Regions from separate parts of the Zea mays genome. Here region 2 is linked to region 1. The links are chromatin contacts, called in public Hi-C maps. All regions are on one chromosome and are shown on one strand. The core of a region is the stretch at or near the end of the contact, and the rest is flanking DNA. Distances in the headings are between cores, read along the strand shown. Region 1 has its middle 25 kb from the start of LOC109939563. Region 2 holds the start of LOC103627207.

Region 1 (7,021 bases), core at 4,010-6,509:
CTATTCCAGCTCACCTATACACGGTAACTTAGTTATTTAAACTTTTTATTAGTCTTTAAGTTTTTATAAAAATCATAGACTATCTGTACTATGGTAATACACATTATTATCATGTTACAAAGCTAAAATATTAATATCACAAAGAAACAAATAAATAAGGATGTGGAAAAATTAGAACTCTCTCTATGAAGGAGGAGAGGTGTCTCTCTTCCCCGTATATGGGGCATCATGGGGAACTCGTTAGAGTGGTTGTTCCTTCTATAGTACACTGAAGATGGGGTGTGAGAGATATGAGCGACACCGTAGGAGATGGCCCCGACCTCTGTCTAGGTGTTAGGAAGGGAGTTGTATCCATCAATCTTTTTAAATTTTAATTAAACTTATAAAAAGTCTTGGCAATATTAATATTTTCATTTTATTTTGTAAAAAAATAGATACAACAACATATCTAATAATATCAATTATATACTATAGATATTAATATTCCATTTTATATATTTAGTTAGAGTTACATATTTTTACTTTTTGAGAAATGAGAATGGCATATTAAAAAAATAAATATAGATCTGTCAGCGATATTACTTAGTAATGACAGTACGTATATATGGATACTACTAGTTAATTGCACATGCATTAATGTGGTTTATATATATCATATAGATAGACCTTGCGTAAATGGGATGGTTATTGAAACACGATCCAAACTTATAGATTCTTTGGTCGCACTAAAGGGAGACAACTGGGGACTAAGACAGGGCCATCACATGCACCAACAATCGGTGCGCCTCTGGATCGAGCCAAACCAATGTCGAGCTAAGCGTACGACGATGTCGTCTTTGTTGGCACGAGCAGTGAGGTATGCGGTTTGGGGTGATACGACGTGAAGTTCTTTCTCTCACTTTTTTCACGCCAGATTAGAGACTATAGACGGTCAAATGGGTCGCGACCCAGCCAAAAATGATTCAAAGTAGGCTCGTGTCTCTGTGTCCTGAGAATCATGTCGTGTCTTAGTCACCTTCTCGATCCATAGTACCGACTGCTAGACACAATTTTATTTTTCTTAAATTATTTTATATACATATTTAACTAGTCAAAACTTATATCATTTAAGTAGTGTACGGGCACTGCTATTGTCTCACCGTGATTTGCTCCTAGGCCCGTCAAAGAACACTTGACATTTAAGTAGTGAATTAGTGAATCTAATTTCTTTCTAAAATTATATCATTCATTTTTATTCTAGTCAAAACTTATACTATAAAATTAAACTACCTTATAAACAACCACAATTTTAACTAAGTGTTGATATCCCTAATGTAAAGGAGTTGTGCAACCTAGATCCCAAGCCTATCCATTAGCCTAAAAACTAGGTTAGAAAGATAAAGCACACAACTAAGATAACACAATATATTTATAGAAGCTTACATGTGATAGAGATACAAACTCGCCTTGACACATCGGTATTTTATCGAGACATCAAGAAGCGTGCAAGCTTTAATCTAATCCTCGTTGGAGCCCTATGTAAGGGGATGTCCTTGCGAGAACTAAACTCCTGGTCAGGTAACTATATATATAGTCTCAGGTCTTCTCCATGCGCAAATAGTGCTATGGTTGTTGCCAGCTCCTCACCATCTCCACTATTGAACTTTTGGCTAAAATGCTACAAGTCTCGTTCCCCCTGGTACATGATGGATGCAACACCATAAACATAGTTTATGTGATCTCGTAAGACTTACAAGATTCACTCGGTATAACAGTTACAATGACGCCCACAAGCGTAAAGAGGTAAGATGTGTATCTAACCTCACTTCTAATCACTAGGCAGAACCTAAAGCAAGCTCTATTATTGGTAGCAGTCTATTTTTTTGCTACCTTTATAAAAAATCACTTAATCATGTGTCACTGACATTGCAATTTATAGGCCATTCAACCTATATAATAGTGCAAAAAAATAATTTTCCCGTGGAGGAGGGGGTCATGTCACTTGCTTGCTCCATTCTCCGGCCTCATTACTCTAGTATAGAATAAAAAATTAAGAATATAACTATCTACTAGAACTCTACTATATGTATATTCTCTCTATACATAGGCAACAATCAATCTTGGTCCAAACATCCAACATTTTTATTTTAGAAGTCATATTTTGTATTAATATCTAGAATTACTGTAAAAATAAGATGTACACATGGTTTTAATGTAGACAGATGTTGATAACGTCAATAAGAAACTTGTGTTAATTAAGATCGTTTTTCACATTGTATTGGAGTGTGGGGTTTTGCGAAATGAATACAGTAGTAGGTAGTGACTAATTCAGTGTATAATAAACACGACGAGTAAAATGTTGACTTCAATGAATCTCGGCTGGACCGTAACAGTAACACCAACCACTTGTGAGATATACGTTGTATATATACGTGTGCATGTGGTCCCAGCCACAATTAAGAGACGGTAACGTACACGAACGAGCTAGCACGGTGTCAAAAAACATGTATACCACGGTATAATCCAACACACCTAACCAAATCACCTTACCCTCGTAACCTCCACTAAATCCATCAAATAAATTACACCTATATTTAACATACAATCAAAACTTACAGTTAAAATCGCATGTATACCACGGTATAATCCAACACACCTAACCAAATCACCTTACCTTCGTAACCTCCACTAAATCCATCAAATAAATTACACCTATATTTAACATACAATCAAAACTTACAGTTAAAATCGCTAGATGATACATTCTCTCTTTCTAGTCACTGAACTTACAGTTACTATATGAGTATGCTGATCAGAAAGAACTTCGAAGGGATCTCAGCTGCTAAACGACGCTGAATACACCAATCACAAAAAATCGACCTAATAAGTAGTAGTACCGGAGAAAACTCTTAACACGTGGACAATGCGTGTCCATCTCTTCCGCTCAAACCTTGCTGTTCGTGTTCACTACTACTACCTGCAGACTCCGTTGCATTATGCTCATCCAACAAGTTAGTTGCCCCGCGCGTGGCTTATAAGTCGAAACAAAACATTTATTCATCTCATTCGGCACACAGTTTCTTTGCCATCTTAATCTATTCGATCGGAAGCCACGCACCCCCGGTAAAAAAAATCATTTATATTTAGTCCAAACGTACGGTCCCTAGCTCATTTGCATCGCGCCCAGTCTCAAAAGCCTGAATGATTTGCCTAATCATTGGTACTACAATAATAATGCATATTCCGTGTACTCTAGCTGCCACGGATGCTACATGACAGTTCATTCCATCATTCATTCGTATTATTGGTTGATTTGCCACATCGTCCCACCAGCTAGCTGGTTAATAACAACGCAGAAGCACGTCACCGTCCGTGCTATCCACAGCCATGAATGGAATGAATGCCGTGACGTTCCCTACACCGCACGTGTCCAGCAAAACGTAGATTAATTTTTTTAAAGCTGCTGGCTTAGATTTAAACTATAGCTCTGTAAAAAACCATATATAGCACGGATATTTACGATACGGAATTCGATCTCTCTCTATCATATCGAATATGCTTTCAGTGTATTCCTTTCTTTTTTTACTAAACTTGAATCGTTCGAGACTTAGGACAAGTATGCTGCAGGTTGGTTTATCTAGAGACACACAAACGGATATTTCTGAGTTTAGAGTACGATTAGCCAGCAAGAGACGACCAAATCAAATCAAAGCCCGATCGAGCTGAGCCAGCCAGCCCCAATCAGTGCGTGAACACGGCCCTTCTCTTACATCTATCGCTGTTCCACTCTCTCTGTAGGAGCCCCCACGGCCTGCCACTGCCAGGCATTTCTCATAGAGCTGTGCACATGCATGCATGTAAACAGAACTGGCGTCCGGAAACCCTTTGGCTCTCGTCTGCTGCATGATGCACACCCACTTTGAGACTAGACTAGACGAGAAGGCCGGGATGATTGCATTGGGCTGCAGACCAAGATTTTAAAACCATGCTTACAGCATGGGTTTGGGAATCAATGAGCATGGACCGGACCAGAACAGCGATAAACAAGCTTGAATCATTGGGAGAATAAGTGGCATCTCAACTGCCATGCATGTTTTCTCTCCCTCTGCCCTATCATCGCTGAGTACTTGTACGGTCGGGTCCTTCTGAGTTTTTTGTTTTCTTTCCATGGCGGGGGCGCACATGAGGGTGTTGAAAACCAAATTGAGCGGGCGGTCCGGCCTCGAGACCGGACGGTCTGGCTTCGAGACTGGACGGTCCGCGCGTGCGTAGAGTCAGTTTGGGTTACTAGTTTCTCACGAGATTTGTTACCTAAAACGACGGGATTAACTCGGGAAACAGTTTGAAGCGGATCCAGACCTCCCCTTTATATAGATGAAGGGCTACGGCCGATTGAACCCTCAACAGTCGATCAAATCAAGTCTATTTCTCGTTTTTACCTTATGCATTAGAAGTAACTCTAGTTTAGTATTTCAATCCCCAAATTCTCCGCTTCTCTTCGATTCTACGTCGATTAGAGGAGTCTAGGTTGGCCTGCTGAGCCTAGACAACACCTAGGATCTCTCCTCCCCGATGGGGTCCCTCCTGGGAGCGAGATCCAGGCGCCGCCGACGACCTTTGCCGCCTCTGTGCACACGTGGACCGTCCGGCCGTCAGCCAGTGAACCAAGCCCCTGTACTAGGTCGCGGACCGTCCGGCTTCTGGTCGCGGACCGTCCGCGCCTCTGCATAGGGCACCGCTGCTGGTTCTCGGTATAGTGATTGGCGCCCGAAAAGGTGTCAACAGAGGGTTATCTAATCTAAATTGCTGACAGCATATGTGCCATGGCTTATATATCTAATCTAAGGTCGGGCAATGTAACTCATATATATATCAAAGCTAAATCACGCATAGATTAAACTAAATGGGGGCTTGCTGTTGAAGAAAAAAGAGAGGAAAACCTAGGAAGGAAGGAAGGGGGACAAATCCGATGGCTGCCTTCCACCTAGCTAGGAGTTCGGCATTGATAGGTACGTATTTATAAATAAGACATCACAAATCTGACTTGGAGCACAGCATGTCAGAATCAAATTAACGTTGTATATATACTCCTACGGTAGTTGATACGGACGGACGACGGGGCAAGCAATTGCTCATCGCCCACAAATGGACCCCTTCTATAGCTAGATTCGGCCTGCGCCCAGCGGCTCACTTTGGTTGCGATAAACTAAAGTACGTGATGTGAACAGAGTAGAGTAGAGTACTATATACTAACTTAAAGGTGAGAACAGAGGACCGTCCTAGAGAGAGTAGTTTAATCGCTGATCGTACTGTCTTTCGAACGATAGGCTCACACCGGGAGAACGAGACAAGATCTGCTCGCCTTTTCGAGATAAAAGCCCTAGCCTAGCAGACCACGCATGGCAGTTCTAGGACTAGGAGCACGCACGGAATGATAGGCCTGCGCTAGCTGCCGGCCTGCCTTCTCCTTTTAACTATTCCTCGTCCAATCATTGCCCGGTCATAATCTTACACCCGTGACTGTGATATAAACAAGTTAGTAGAGTATTACTACAGGAGATCAATGGATGTGATGTGAAGGCTTAGCTTAGTTGGGTAAAATATCTGGCGGCGGATGCCTCGTCGTCAGTATCTTTCTTATTCTTGGCTGATGCCGCAGCTACCGTACTGGATTTATCATTTTCTTTTCCCTGCGTTCGTTTGTGCGTGTGTGTGTTTTTTTTTTATATTTTGACTGCCTGCCTGCCTGCTGTTTCATTCCTTTTTTTCCCTTCCAAATATCATGTCCGCTGTTGCTCTTGTTCAGGGTACAAAAACAGGGTTACCTTTCTACATACGTAGCGCTTGCAATTTGGAAGAGAAGGAGTAGCTTTTAGAATACTAGTTCTATAGCCATCACATCATAATGATCTTATGACCGCGCGCATCGTCATTAGCTCAGTTCGGTCGTGCGATTTTCGCCATTTGCTTAGATTGGCGGAGAGCCCAACTCAAATCCTATCACACTGTCAGCATCCTAACTAGTCATCATATGAAACAAAACAAAACAAAACAAAACAGAGTGGTTGACAGAGGGCGGCCTGCAGATTGCAAGTCCAAAGTCGTACAAGTACACTGAACGTGTCTGACGGAATTTACCTTTTGTTTATACCTCCAAGTCAACCGCTTGACGCTAACGCCACCAATGGTCGTTGCAGGGTAAGTCACCAATTGAAGCAGACAAACAAACCCCCCATGCATGTTCGGATGTTCCAGTCTCATCAACGATCAAACGGAAACGACTCAAATGGTGCTTCAGACGTGTCAAATTAGGGCCCATGTGCGAGATGCGGCTAGGCTCTGTGTTTGGGCCTGCCATATAAGGCCTGAGTTCGACCACTTTTGGAACAGGACCCATTAGCAAGAAAAAAAGGTTTATTTTATTTTTACCACCGGAACTATGGTTTATTTTACCCGACCTAGTTCGGGAACTTATTAATTTTTCTTCGAGCATTCCCGGGCTAGTTCTCAGTTCTCGTTATGGCACCAGCTGCATTGCTGTCTTGGTTGTCGGTATTTCAAGAAAAGCAGATAAGGGCACTTTTCAATGAAGGTTTCAGCAGGGGCCTCCTGAGTCCAGATATCTCGTATTCTTACTGGGATAAGAATGAATACAGATTGAGGTACTTAAGATTTCACGAAGACCTTTAATAATTACCTAGCCCTCTTTGCATTTTACTGAGTAACCACAAATTTTGTGGACTATTCTGCTTGTTAATTGTGCAGAACATGTTTGTTTCTGTTAAATACTTTGCTCATGGTTAAGGCTATGGATGCATTGATAATAAAAATTAGCAGTCCCGACCCTTCTTTTTTATTGGATATTCACAGTCTCATTTGCAATAATCCTAGCTACAGGTGGCACAATAGCCAACTAAGTCGATAGTAAAACAGTCAACTAAAGTTAGATGTGCCTTCTTTTGTACAAAAATAAAAATGGCACCCAAAACATAACAAATCTTTTGTTTCATGATCACCGCAATAGGAGCAAAGTATCCATGTA
Region 2 (6,392 bases), core at 769-3,268, 250 kb before region 1:
CATTGATTAATTTGATAAAAAAGAAAATATCTGATAATCCTAAACATTGGCATAAGATTTTGTCCGAAGCTTTATGGGCTCATAGAATATCTAAACATAGTGCTACTAAAGTATCTCCTTTTGAGCTTGTATATGGGCAGGAAGCAGTATTGCCTGTGGAAATAAGTTTGAATGCTGTCAGGTTCGCCAGACAAAATGATCTAACTATCACTGATTATTATAATTCAATGATGGATAATATTGATGAGGTGACCGACAAGAGGGTGATAGCTTTGGGAGCAATAGAAAAGGACAAGATTATGGTAGCCAGGGCCTACAATAAGAAGGTCAAAGCAAAGTCATTTCAAGTAGGGGATCTGGTGTGGAAGACCATCTTGTCTCTAAGGAATAAAGACCAGAAGTTTGGGAAATGGTCGCCAAGCTGGGAGGGTCCTTATAAAGTAAAACATGTAATGTCTGGTAACGCCTATTTGCTACAAACATTACAAGGCAAGGATTTACCAAAGGCTTTGAATGGGCGTTTCCTCAAACAGTACCATCCTAGTATGTGGCAAGATGCCTAAGAGAATCGATGTGATCACATCGAGCTAGTTGCTTTTGGTTCGCCCAGCTCCACCAAAAAGCAGGGGGGCATATGTTTGAACCAGAAATGAGCAAGCGAACGGTCCGGCCCTGAGGCCGGACGGTTCGCGGTCCGGACGGTCCGCGCCTGTGGGCCGGACGGTCCGCGCGTGCGCAGAACAGATTAGGGTTCCGAGTTTTGTGCTACGGTTGTTAGCTATATTCACGGGATTAGCTCGGAATCAGTTGTGTAAAGGGTCCAGCCCCCCTCCTCTATAAATAGAGAGGTCTACGGCCGATTTGTAATTAACAATCGAATCAATACAACTTTTATTCGCATTTTATCCTAGGAGTAGTTCTAGTCTAGTTTAGGTTTAGCCTCTCAATCCCCAAATTCTTTGCCTCTCTTCGACTCTACGCCGATTGGAGGAGTCTAGGTCGGCCGGCCCGAGCCTAGACAACCCCTAGGATCTCTCCTCCCCGACGGGGTCCCTCCCGGGAGCGAGATCCAGGCTGCCGCCGGCGACTTCCGCCGCCCCTGCGCACGCGCGGACCATCCGGCCTCAGGGCGCGGACCGTCCGGTCGTCAGGCAGAGGACCCAAGCTCCTGCACCAGGTCGCGGACCGTCCGGCCCAGGCCGTGGACCGTCCGCGCCTGACCAGAGAGCACCGTCGCCTCGCGTCAGGTCGCGGACCGTCCGGCTCCGTACCGCGGACCGTCCGCGCCTGACCAGAGAGCACCGCCGCCGGTTCTTCTTGAGTATTTGGCGCTCCGAAAAGGCGTCAACACCAACCAAAACCACTGCCTGCCCTAAAAACAAAAATTAAATTCTACATTAGCTAGGTTGCGCCCTTTCTCCATAAGTTAAGCATACATACTCATATTCAACATTAGACATAAAAAGTGAGACGAATGGCATAGCTTAGATTTTATTCATACTAATTAATACTTGTAGCAGCTATGTTGGTGTTCTAATGTAGCGGCTTTGCAAATTGTCTTCTAAGCTACACTTACATGTTCAAGGTCACGATAAAGTTTTTTGTTTTGAATTTTGAAAATAAGGGTTAGTTTGGAAACTCTATTTTTCCAAGGGCTAGTTGGAAACTCAAATTCACTTCGAGATTGAAGGAGATTTGAAGAGAAATAAACTAATTTTCCCTCAATCTCCTCCAATCTCGAAAATGTTGAAGTTTCCGAGCTAGTTCTAAGAAAAAATAAACTATTTTCTCTTAGAAAAATGAAAATTTCTTGGAAAATGAGTTTTCTAAACTAGCCCTAAAGGTTATGATTATTCAGCAAAATCATCGCATCAAAACTTCTTTGTAAAGCGAAGGAAAAAGGGAACATTCCATAAGTCCCCCCCCCTCCAACATTTGATAAATAACCTCCCATCGTCCCGGATCTAACAACGTCACCCTCGTCGCTTTTCTCCTCACTCCCTCGTGTTCTCTCAGAATTTACGAATCAATCCCTGCCGGTCGCCTGCCCTGCTGCCCATTAATAAGCTTTTCCCGCCAGGATGGCCTCCGGTTCAGGAAGGGCCCGAGGCGGCGGCATCCGAATCCAAGAACCGGGTAGTAGGCACCGCGATGAGTCCAACGCCGGCGCCGCCGCCGCAGCTGCAGAGCCGCCGCCACCCTCTCCGTCCACCGACGGTCTCCAAGAACGGCCCCATGGGCCATTGGGAGCCGAGAGCGGGAGCCCCTCTGCGGCCGCCGCCGCACTGAAGGGGAAGGGGGTCTTGGCTCCATCCCCACTGCCTTCCCCGACCCGCTCCGAGGAAACCAACTCCCTGGTATCATCCGACATCGTCTCCGACGAGGAAGCCGAAGAGTTGAGGTCCGCCAACACGCTCGCGGACGGTGACAGGAGGTTTGGAGTGTCTTGGAAGAGCCCGTTGGTGGAGGCGATGATGGAGGTGCCGAAGGTGACGAGGCATATCGATTCGAAGACGGCGTTCGACAACTTGTCGATGGAGCAGCAATGGGCCCTGGCGGAGGAGATAGAAATGCAACAGCGGCAGCAGGTAAGGTTTCTTGGATCTTTGGAGCGCATTCGTGAGGCAAAACTGCTTTCTTGTGATTTGGCAGCTGGAATCCTATCGTTCTTGCGGGTACTGGGGACGATTTAGGATACCGGACTACCGGAGGCAAGAAATTGTGCGGCATCCTATTGCAGATGCAGAATCCGTGGGGAAATTTGTTTTTCTTTTTTTTCTAGGACTAGCAACGATCTTGCAGCAGTTTAGGTGCTTGCATTTTATCTTAACTGTGATGGCATGTTTTACAATTTACTGTTGAATTCGTATAAATATTGGGATCATGTTCTGATGAGCGATTCCTTATTTTTGTATGCTGGTGATTGCTACTCCCTTGTTTGAATATTTGACTTTTATGTTAATTCTGTGTAGGCGCAGCAGAGGAAATGTCTCTGGATCACATTCAAAGGTGGCATGTCAAACATGGTATGTCCTGAATATTCGTTTGCTTTTTTGACATCGTATCGGAATCTTTGTGCTTTTGTTTGCTCGTGTTGAATTTGTGATCCAAATTCTAAAGAAGTCAATACTCACCTTAGTGTTTCGTTTCTATAAATATAATTGTAATTCATAGGAAATAGTCATCTTATTGTAAATTTCCTGCGATCTTTAACCATCCATCCAGTAAATAGTGAGATTGTTGCTGTCCAACACCCGTGTTTTTTCCCCTTTGCTTTGGAGGGTTTTCCACGTTAAATCTATGTCTTCTCTATGTTTTCGATTCATAACAGCTCATATGAGATCTTGAGATGACTAAGGGGTGCCTGGTTTCTAGGGATTAATTTTTAGTCCCTCTTTTCTTATTCTATTTTTTTACCTAAATTGTTAAATGCAGAAATTAAAACCCTATTTTAGTTTTCGGATTTGATAATTTAGTGACTAAAATGGAATAAAATGTAGAGACTAAAAATTAGTCCATAGAAACCAACGGGTGTTTGAATACACTAGAGCTAATAGTTAGTTGGCTAAAAAATTACTAGTGAAATTAGCTAGCTAACAATTATTTAGCTAACTATTAGCTAATTTACTAAAAATAGCTAATAGTTAAACTCTTAGTTAGAATGTTTGGATATATTCAACTAAATTTAGTAGCTAACTATTAGCTCTAATGCATTCAAACATGGGCTGTAAGTATGACAACAAATTTTGTTAAAAATGGTGTAGTATGGCATCCAAGACTAAGGGGTGTTTGAATACACTAGAACTAATAATTAGTTTGCTAAAAATTGTTAGGGGTGTGTGAATGCATTAGAGTCAATAGTTAGTGTCTATAATTAGTTGAGACATCCAAACACCCTATCTAATAGTTCAACTATTAGTTATTTTTGGTAAATTGATTAATAGTTAGATAGCTATTTGTTAGCTTGCTAATTTCACTAATAATTTTTAGCCAACTAACTGTTAGTTATAGTGCATTCAAACACCTATAGTTTAACAAATAGCTATCTAACTATTAACTAATTTACCAAAAATAGCTAATAGGTGAACTATTAACTATGATGTTTGAATGTCTCAACTAATTTTAGCCACTAACTATTAGTTCTAGCGTATTCAAACACCCTATAAAAATAAAAGTATTAGAAAATGTTATGGAAGCTCAGTTATTGGTACGGACGGACTCAGAACAAAATATGGCTGAAAGTATTCTTATAAAGAGCACTAAAATGCTAGAGCAGGAGTTGATATGAGCAAAAGACTCCATGGTAAAAATTTAGGCTCTACTGTTTAGAATAGAAATGAGCAGGACATGTTACCTCACTCAGCTCTAGGTCCGCCCCTGGTTATTGGCACGTATTACTGAAATTCCGTTTCCGGTCTCTCTCTATGGAGCGCGCGTGCGTGAGCTGCTCCGCGCGGGAGACGTTGGTGCCCATTTTTTGCCCTGGTATGGCGTCTGAAGCACCGCCTTTGGCGTCCAGCGGACGCCTTCTCCGCCTAGGCGATGCCTCAGAGCTCAGCCCAAGGCGGACGCCATACACGAACTCGGCTAGGCGCCAGCGACGCCTTGCTTCTCCCATCACCTCGACGCCTCGGCGTCGCCTAGCGACGCCTTAAATACAGTGTTTTACATACTATATCATTGGCAACAAGCCAACAAGGACAATACATAAGTCCTTCGATATTTCTTTACTATTGTTTTTGACAAGTTCCATTATCTTTTCCATCGTTTCCTTGTATATTGGAACTTAGTGTTAATTCATTGGTGCTAAATCTTGCAAAAAATGTGAATTTTAATCCATTTTCTATGGAATAGTTTTTGGACTGGATAGGAAGGCAAATGCACAACTTCAATTCAGATTCTACAGTAATCATACCCCATGTGAATCACCAGGTTTGACTCCATATACTATTTATGTGACTTCTTCTAATTGATACAATCAGATTGTGATTGGACATTATCAGCCTTAGTTTCTTATTTCACTGAATAACAACCACTCAACATCAGTGAAGTCATTAGTGGTATAATCATTACTTAAAATATGGAATCCTGAAAAGCATAAATGACATACCAATCTGTTTTTAGTTTTATCGTTCTCTGGTTCAGATCATTATGGTTTGAATTCCTTTGTGCTTGTGTTTCGTGCAGACAATCCCTATGACCGGGATCATTGAGCATTACAACCTCATGGAAACGGATGCTGGACGAGGAGTAATATTTCATTCAAATGTACTGAACCTTCGTCGTGCCTATTCTGAATTTAGGCCAGTGCATGGAGATGGAGACTGTTTCTACAGGAGCTTCATGTTTTCCTACCTCGTAAGTGTCCTCCATTTTCCTTAGAACAAGTTTCATGTTCAGGGGTTAACACCCTAGTTTGTGCAACTATCAAACAGGAGCAAGTTCTTGATAGGCAGGATACACACGAGGAACACCGTCTTCTTGCTGCTGTTGAAGGAGTGGCTAGGCATCATGCGCACCTTGAGTGGAACTCCGAATTTTCCCTGAGACACAAAGTAAGGTTACACCTTATCCACATTTGGAATTTCTGAGATAAACATGCTTGAGGGATGATTTTGTTCAAGTTCATCCAGTTGCAATCTGGATTTGGCATCTCACTGTTTTTTTTCTTTTATCATTTGCAGGATATGCACATTGTTTCACATTAGTGGTGTATTGGCATGCCATCACAATTTTACCTCTTGACATTGATACAGATTTGTTTTTTTTTTGAAAATATAACATATGAATACATGTTGAAATAAGATCAATTTCATATAACAGCACTGATGAGTAATATTTACAGTTATTTAGTAATAAATAACTCATGCTTCTACTTCCCCGAGATAATGCACCCAAGCTGTTTTGTGTGTTCATCTGATTCAATCACAAATGTTTCCTTTCACACTTCTCTATTAAAACATTTTTTTTTCAATTACTTACCATGTAATCGGTGTTCTTTGGCTGAAGGTTCTCAGACAAGTGTTATCATGGTCATACTTGCTCATGCCTTTGTTATAAGTGATCAGTATTGTGTAAGCATTGTTGCTGTATACAGTGACAATCTGATTCTTTCAGGCATTTAAGACGTTGATAAAGAAAGTAATGAGATGGAAAAGACACAACAGATGGAAGAATGTACTGACGACCGATAGGTTTCTGATATTATTTGATTTTCCGTGATTCCATCGAAGTGTTGCTGGCAACGCGTTTTCACCTATTTTATTGAACATGTGTCATTTTTCAGCTACAGCAAACAGAAACTTCTCAAGTTCTTCAGCGGTTGTGGCAGGCCAGACAACAGTGAGTGAAACACCACCCCTCTTGAACCAAGCATTCCTTTCTCCATTTCA

The links. Hi-C and Micro-C count contacts between places; a contact is called where the count stands out from the background.
Region 2: a Hi-C map of ear shows a contact between it and region 1, with 2.1 times the contacts expected there. The contact joins the promoter of LOC103627207 here to the enhancer-like site in region 1. A contact is called at or near these places in 3 of 25 Hi-C or Micro-C datasets (ear, leaf and tassel).

What each region holds. Positions count from the first base shown.
Region 1 is chr5:169,229,974-169,236,994 of Zm-B73-REFERENCE-NAM-5.0, reverse strand. No RefSeq gene overlaps it. Among protein-coding and RNA genes, the nearest start is that of LOC109939563, 25 kb to the right of the region's middle. Within about 2 kb of position 5,259, at least 18 of the 20 cell types and tissues checked have an H3K27ac peak or open chromatin away from gene starts, as enhancers often do. A contact at or near this core is called in ear, leaf and tassel, where this site is marked.
Region 2 is chr5:169,475,819-169,482,210 of Zm-B73-REFERENCE-NAM-5.0, reverse strand. LOC103627207 reads left to right here and starts at 2,018. Exons shown (of 9, transcript XM_008647505.4): 1 at 2,018-2,588; 2 at 2,973-3,026; 3 at 4,855-4,932; 4 at 5,188-5,358; 5 at 5,436-5,555; 6 at 6,118-6,194; 7 at 6,287-6,342. The coding sequence starts at 2,082.